Regions from separate parts of the Sus scrofa genome. Here region 2 is linked to region 1. A link is a contact called in public HiChIP or PLAC-seq data. All regions are on one chromosome and are shown on one strand. The core of a region is the stretch at or near the end of the contact, and the rest is flanking DNA. Distances in the headings are between cores, read along the strand shown.

Region 1 (3,861 bases), core at 438-2,937:
TGAATTCTCAACCCACCCACTCCCTGTGTTAACGACCTCATACAGTTTGGCATTTTCCCTCGAAAATAGACCATTTAGAGATTTGTTGATGCATACCAATCAACCAGCCCATACCGTATTACCTTCTTCATTCTCTTCCAGTCCCTTTCGATTGTCTTAACTTAATCTATAAAATAACAATTTCTTCTGTAAGGATGAGCTAAGAGTCTTGCTCACCTAAATTCTCATTACTCAGGGAGGAGCAGGAATATTAAGAAATGGAGTGCCTGAAGTTTGTGTGTGTGTGTGTGTGTGTGTGTACGCGCACACACGTTTTGGCAGTCCTCTGCCCACCCCCACGCCCCAGAACACAATGGCAAGGGTTCTATCCCCGTTTTCATAAATGTCATCTTTGCCAGCGTGCAGTTTCTGATGGCGATAGCGGACGCCTCGGGATGAGGGAGGATTTCCGAAACAGGACTTTGTACAGAGTTGACAACCGGGTTCACATCCTCAGAAAACGCTTCCAAGCTATGTAAGCAACACAGAGTTACAGCCACCTCCTGGGTAAACTTCAAAGATACAGAGGCCAAAGGGAGGGAGGAAGGAAGTGTGATATTTAGAGAACTTACTGAGGTGGAGGAAGAGTCTGAACTCATCTAGACAAACTAAAGAAAGAGCAGAAATATAGTCTGTGTGAAGCTACAGTTCCCAGTTTCCAAAACTGTAACCATGACGCCCATGCGTTTTACCCACGGAGAGCAAATAAGGAAGTATGGTTGCTTGTGTCGGAGTTTCTAATTCGAATTATGATACACAGATCTACCCAACGCCAAAGAATTGTAAAGAAACAGAGACACATTTCCTGCTTTCTGGGCTTTAATTAACTTCAGCCTTTCAGGAAGCCAGCTTTTTCTAGTTATCTCCCTACCGTGATGGGGCAGGAAAGAAGGAAGGACAATCAGATGGTGAATAAAGACATCTCGATTGAGTTTTGCCTTGGGATTAAAAGGGCAAGGACACCCGTTCTTTGTTGACACTTCTGCAATGACTTGGGCTTATGAGCCCTGGCAGCACCAATACAACCGTCACTATCGCCGCACAGGGCAAGTTGAACTCATACTGGGAACCCACGTAGAGAGCATACACACCTCAACCACAGCCTTTGTTATTTAATTCATGAGACTAAACATTCAGAAGCTGACCCCAACGCACATAATACCCCAACCCTCACTCTATCGTCTATATTCACATTTCATTTATGGCTTGACTTTTTGACATATCCTAAAATGAAGCTTTGCATTTACCCGATGAGTTGCGTCTCCTGGTGCTCCTCAGTTCTTGCTATTTCTTTTGTCTTATAAAAGATCAGGAGCAGACTTATCGTGCAGATCGTCCACCTCTTCCTAATGGAGCGCATCTTGGGTGCCCGGGAAAGTCCTGGTTGCCCCAGCTCCCTCACCTTCTCTTCATATAAAGGCTCCGTTTTGGGGAGATGTAGTCACGGGGAAGGGGAATCTGTAAAACGCGAGGAGAGCGTGGAGCCGGGATCTCAGGGGCAGGTCTCGAGGGTCCTCTGCAGCCCAGCCGAGCTCCCGCTGGTCCTCGAGCAGTGCCCAGCGCACTCCCTCGCGGTTCCCGCCAGCCCTGCCCCGGTCGCTCCGCGCCGCCTCCCTGGGGCTCAGGTTTCTTTTCCGAAGAGACACCTTGTGCATGGGAGGTGGCGGCCGCTTCTGCAGCTGGGTTCGGGGGCGTCACTGGCCCTTCCCTTTTTCTAGCAGGGAAATGATGAGCAAAACCAGCCAATCACGGGACTGAGGGGGCGGAGGCTGCTGCTGCCTTGCGTTGCTGGCTGCTGCTAGGAGAGTAACGTCGCTGGCGCTGTCTGCACTGTGCTGGGAGAGGAAGCTCACAAGCTCACAGTCGTGTGTATACACACACACACACTCGCACGCATCAGGACTCGCATACCGTGGGAAGAGCAGTAGGAGGAAGTCAGGTCGCTCTCTCGGGACACCAAAGCGTTAGCTCTGTGCACAAGGAAGCACCGAGATAGTCCGTCCGCACCAGCGTGGAGAGGATACCTCTGCTGGTGACAGATCAGAGACGCGTCCTGCTCAGATAGAGCTTGGAGTGGGTAGCAAGAGGTGTAGCTTCTTCCACGCGTCTTTGCTAAATATACACACACTCGCACAAACAGGCGCGTGCACACACGCAAATGCGCGCCCTCCCAAGTAGAATGAATGGGGGAGGGAGGGGGGAGGAGTTGGAGAACGTTTTATATTCCGTGCACAGCTTAATCTGGAAAGTACAAATACACACATGAGCGGATTAGTCGATCGCCCACTCGGTGTGGGTGGTGGATGACCACCCGACTCAGAATCTTGCAGGAAACAAGTGATAACAGAGGTGTCATTAGGAACTTTGTGGATATTTATGTGACTCTCATTCATTGCCATTTGGAAACTCCTCACTCAGGAGTCAAGGAAACTCCAACCCTACTTAAACTTCACTGAAGAGAGAGAGGATTCTGAGAAAAGCAGGACCATGTTTTTAAACCCAAGTACACCTATACTCAGGAAGGAAGGAGGGAGGGAAGAAAGAAGGAAAGAAGGAGGAGCAAGCTGTTCTACAAAGTCTCAATGTGTCTTTAATCTGATTCTCACTCTCTTCTTCCCTCTCCTGTTTCTGTTTGCTTAGTTGGTTGGTTTTTATTTTTTACCTCTACTGTATTTAATGGGAGGGACACTTTCCCAGTCTTAGAGTCTTGATCAGAATACCTCTCCATGTCTATGGTCCTCACTCTCCTCACCCAGAGTGCTTGCTGCACTGGGTTGTACCAGTCCTGGTTTGACTTTTACCTCTGAGCTGATGGAGGCACCGCTCAGGAGAAATAATGCCTGGAAGCCAGGAGTTTCCCCCATCAATTTGAGCAGGTCCCAAGTTCTCTGCCTCCCCCTTCCTCACAGAGATTCTCTAAATTACATCACTTGTTCCTTCAGGTTGAGCAGTGTCTGCAGCTGTGGACCCCTGAGGTTTACACCTCCCTGAGCCAGTAATGTAAGGGTGAGGCTCCCTATCAACTCTCTGCTGGAGGGAGAAAAAGGTGGTTATTCTGAGTTTCTAGTCCTTTGACAGCTTAAAATAACAAGGATAATAGCCAAATCCTCTCCTTAAAAACCCAAGATGCCTGGCAATATTTGCCATTCTTCCCCTAAGATTTAGAAAGTGAAGAACCTCTCTGGTCTCCAGCCTCCTATTCGCAGTGGAGCAAATAGGAGGTTGGGTTTAAAATGCTCAAAGGAGCAAGTAATTATGAACCTTTATTGACACTACAAGTGGCCCACCGGGAGCCTTTCGAGTTTATTGATATCTAGGCAAATCCTGCCTGCATTAATGCATATCTATCACACAGACTTCTCAACAGGCAGAAACTCCGAGAATAAAACAGCTTCTTATTTATGTTAAAAGGGACTGGGATGCGGAGGGGGTGGGCAGTACATGGTTAGTATGCTAACTTCTCTAGGTTAACTTTTTATTTTATTTTTTTTTATTTTTGTCTTTTGTCTTTTTAGGGCTGCACCCACAGCATATGGAGGTTCCTAGGCTAGGGGTCAAATCTGACCTGTAGCTGCCGTCCTACGCCACAGCAACAGCAACATAGGATCCAAGCTGTGTCACAACCTACACCACAGCTCACAGCAACGCCAGAACCTTAACCCACTGAGCGAGGCAAGGGATTGAACCAGCATCCTCATGAATCCTAGTCGGGTTCATTAACTGCTGAGCCACAAAGGGAACTCCCCCTTAACTTTTTATTGTTAAGCAGAAAACAAAAACATTCTGGATTTCAGATAAACACTACTCACTGATGATGACTGA
Region 2 (3,579 bases), core at 824-3,323, 290 kb before region 1:
ATTAATAGAAAAAAATCAGAAATAGCAATTAAACTTAGTTTGACAACTTGTCTTTTAAAAAGACATGTGTGCCCCCAAATTGTCATTTTATATTACACAAGCAAAATACAGTATTTTCTCCCAGGAAACCTGCTCCTAGTTTCATAATACTTTACAAATAATATGGTATTATGCAAAAACACAATAATTTGCTGGTACTTAAGACCCACAGCAATATAAAAATAATTCCTTTCCAGGAGCAGGTTACAGAAGAACTAATTAATGACAGAGTCATTAGATAAATGGAGAAAATTTAACAACATTTAGATTCAGGTGGTGAGGGAAAGCAGAGATTCTTAAACCTTAATGCAATTAAAAATCATCCTGTTAGCTTAATAAAATGCATACAGAGTCCACGTCCCCAGTCCCAAAAATTCTGGCTCAGGATTTCTGGAATAGTGACCTACAATCTGCATTTTTAACAAATCACATTTCTGATTCTGAATAGCTAAGAGTCACATTTGGAGAAAAACTAGAACATGATATGTTCTAATTAATTTGGAACCATTAGTTTGATTTTGCTACTTCAGAATTATTTGGCGCTTTGCATGGCTCAGTTACTGACAAGGATTGTTGCAGGTGGGAAGCAAAGGTAAAGGATGACTCCAAGATTTTATGCCTTAACACCTGAATGAAGAATAATGCCATTAATCAAGATGAGGAACACAACAGTAAAATGAGAAATTGTAAGAAAGGAAAGATGATGCACTTTTTTTTTTTTTTTTTTTTTTGGCTTTCAATGAGTTAATTACTGGACTTTTTTGAGAAGTAGAAGGAAGTGGCATTACATACTAACCCTATTCCATGTATGGCTTTGAATAAGGTTGTTAATAAAGGAGACAGGAAACCCAAGGAGCCACCTCATTACTGAAAATGCCCAGGTAGGAAGCTAAAATTGGGGTGTGTCACCAATGGATTTCCTCACACTAGAACCCAGCATTAAGACACCGAGGCCTTGTAATTCTACACTGCAGAAGCAACTGCATTACTCTGTCACCCTGAAGCAGGCAGAAGACACTATCCTGTCCACCTTATCTACAAAAATCCTTTAGAAAAATTTTATTGTAGATTCTATACCTGTTATTTACGACACACTTCCAAATTCAGAATGAATGCAACTGTTCATTGTGTTATCTCCATTTGAACCTAAGTGCTATAAGAGCAAGGACCATGTCCTACTCCTCTACTATTCAGTACTCAGACACAGTGCTAAGCAAGGAGTGAAATATCTGAACAATGCTAAATGAATAATTTTTTTAAAAAACAAATACTAACTTCAACTTCTGGTCTGGTGTTTTGTTTGTATGTTTGCATCTGCTCAAATCAAAGTTCCACGTCACTGATGTCAACGTTAAACAGGCAAAGAAAACTTTATTCAACATTATTGCAACAGAGGAGAGAGGCCAGGACTCTGATCTCAACTCACCAAAAAGTAACAAAAAACTTAAGAGATTTAAGAACAGGGAGCACCTCAGGCCAATTATGATTACTAAATGAAATTACCCAAGAGAAAAGTAAATTTTTCTTTCAGCTTCCTGACAGGAGATAGTTCTACAACTCTGAACAAGGTGCCCCCCTAAATTAGGCTCCTACCCTTCCACAGAGACTGGGAGCTAGTGCTATCTTTGTTGACATTTCAAAAGGATGGCTCCTAATTCTTTAATAAAGAGCCCTGGATATTAACACCACCAATACCGTTTTAAAGATTTATATTTCAAAAACACAGAAAATAAATGCACAGTTACAAGTTTTCTAACATCAATGCTCTAAGGAAGAAAGCCGTATAAAATTTGTACCTGAGCTGAGGGAAACGTCAAAGCGGTCTTAATAAACAATAAGCTGCATATCTGCAGTTTTGCACAAACGAACTCAAATTAGGAGCTTCCAATCTCTTAAAGTATTTTCATGCAAAGTGTTGCTGCACATTTTACACTACTCTCTTTTGTTTACTTTGTTACTAGGGAACCAACCACAGAGGGTTTCCCCTGGCCCGCAGGCAGGGTGCCTGCGCTAGTGGCCTTGCGCGCCTGACGTCACTAAAGGCGCCGTCCCTGGCATGTTAGCAACCGAAAGCGTCCCTAGTAGCAGGGCTGCTGAGATGTACGAACTTCCGGTTCTCCCGGCAGCTGCAGCAGCTGCCGCCTGTGCCACCTGCTGCGGCGGGCCTTAGCCCGGGATTTGGTCACCCTTTCTTCGTTCTTCGCTGCTCCCATGGTCCCACCTGGAGCCAGGGCGGTGGGCCCCGAAGCTCCCACGTGGTGAGAGGGCCGTCCGGGGACGATGAAGGCAACGCACTATCGCTGCTGCCTCAGCCACCTCCTCGCCTCCGCCCTCCTGCTGTTGCTACTACTGCCAGAGTTGAGAGGGCCTTTGGCGGTGCTGCTGCAGGCGGCTGAGGCCGCGCAGGATCCCGGGCCTCCAGACCGTGGGCCGAGGACCCTGCAACCTCTGCCACCTGGCCCCACAGCTCCCCAGTCCCCAGGCCGCGCTCAGGCCGAAGCCACAGGACCACGGGGCGCAGAGGGCGGCAATGGCAGCTTTCCTGGGGCGGAGCTTGCTGCCGACCCAGGCGGGAAGGCGGGGGAAGAAGGCTCAGTGGGTGGCGTCCTTGCTGTGAGCCCTAACCCCAGCGACAAGCCCATGACCCAGCGGGCCCTGACCGTGTTGATGGTGGTGAGTGGTGCGGTGCTGGTGTACTTCGTCGTCAGGACGGTCAGGTGAGGCGAAGCCTCGATGAGCCTCCTTTGCAGGCCCAGTGAGTGACCTGGCATTGCCCTCTCCCCGCCCCCAGTATCATGGGTGCAGACCTGTGATAACTGTCTTAAAAACCTGTGGTACCTTTGGGAGAATTTAGACCACCAAGTGTTTCTCTCTTTCATTTATAAATTATAAATTAGTACCCAATTTCTAAATCAATATTTATATGAGTAACTGAATGGTAATACGGAATGATCTTATTATAGTATTTTATAAAATGTAAAAGAAGAAAAGTTCTTTTAGCAGCAGTTTCTTAGTGTTGGCTTTTAATCCGTCACCTTAATAATTTTCTTGTACCATATGAAGTTTTATACATTCCACCTTTTTTGATCTGGGAAAGTGAAAATTTGGTATGACAGTCACTAATAGTGACTAATAGTCACTGATATGACTTTGTCATAGTCACTATTAGAAACATCTAGGTATTCATTTTGCATGCCACAAAGTAATCCAAAGCGAAGTGTTACTAGTTGCATGATAAGATGGAAAACTGTTACCTATGCATCAAAGGGGAAAAAAATGTCATAAATATGATCTAGTTTTAATATTGGAACGTATGCTTAATATCCTAACAAAACTAAGTATATCTGATTTTAAATTTACAAAAATTTGAATTAGTAAATCAAATTAGTAAATTTGATATTTCACACACAAAAAAACCTTTCTAAAATGAAGTCATCTATAAATAGCAATCCCAAATCATTCAGAAGTTTAATTTTCAAAATGAGTATTTTTGAGCCTATTCCTACTACAGAATGTTAGATTGTAGAATTATCTGAATTT

Evidence for each region. HiChIP or PLAC-seq counts read pairs in DNA pulled down with a chosen protein or histone mark.
Region 2: an H3K27ac HiChIP or PLAC-seq map of alveolar macrophages shows a contact between it and region 1. The contact joins the promoter of FAM174A here to the promoter of ST8SIA4 in region 1. A contact is called at or near these places in 10 of 47 Hi-C or Micro-C datasets (alveolar macrophages, blood, brain and 6 more) and 2 of 2 datasets of contacts at active chromatin or transcription factors (alveolar macrophages and skeletal muscle).

The regions. Positions count from the first base shown.
Region 1 is chr2:106,844,119-106,847,979 of Sscrofa11.1, forward strand. It overlaps ST8SIA4 (ST8 alpha-N-acetyl-neuraminide alpha-2,8-sialyltransferase 4), which reads right to left and starts at 1,688. Exons shown (of 13, transcript NM_001037322.1): 1 at 1,287-1,688. The coding sequence starts at 1,399.
Region 2 is chr2:106,553,169-106,556,747 of Sscrofa11.1, forward strand. It overlaps FAM174A (membrane protein FAM174A), which reads left to right and starts at 2,074. Exons shown (of 3, transcript XM_003123804.4): 1 at 2,074-2,756. The coding sequence starts at 2,320.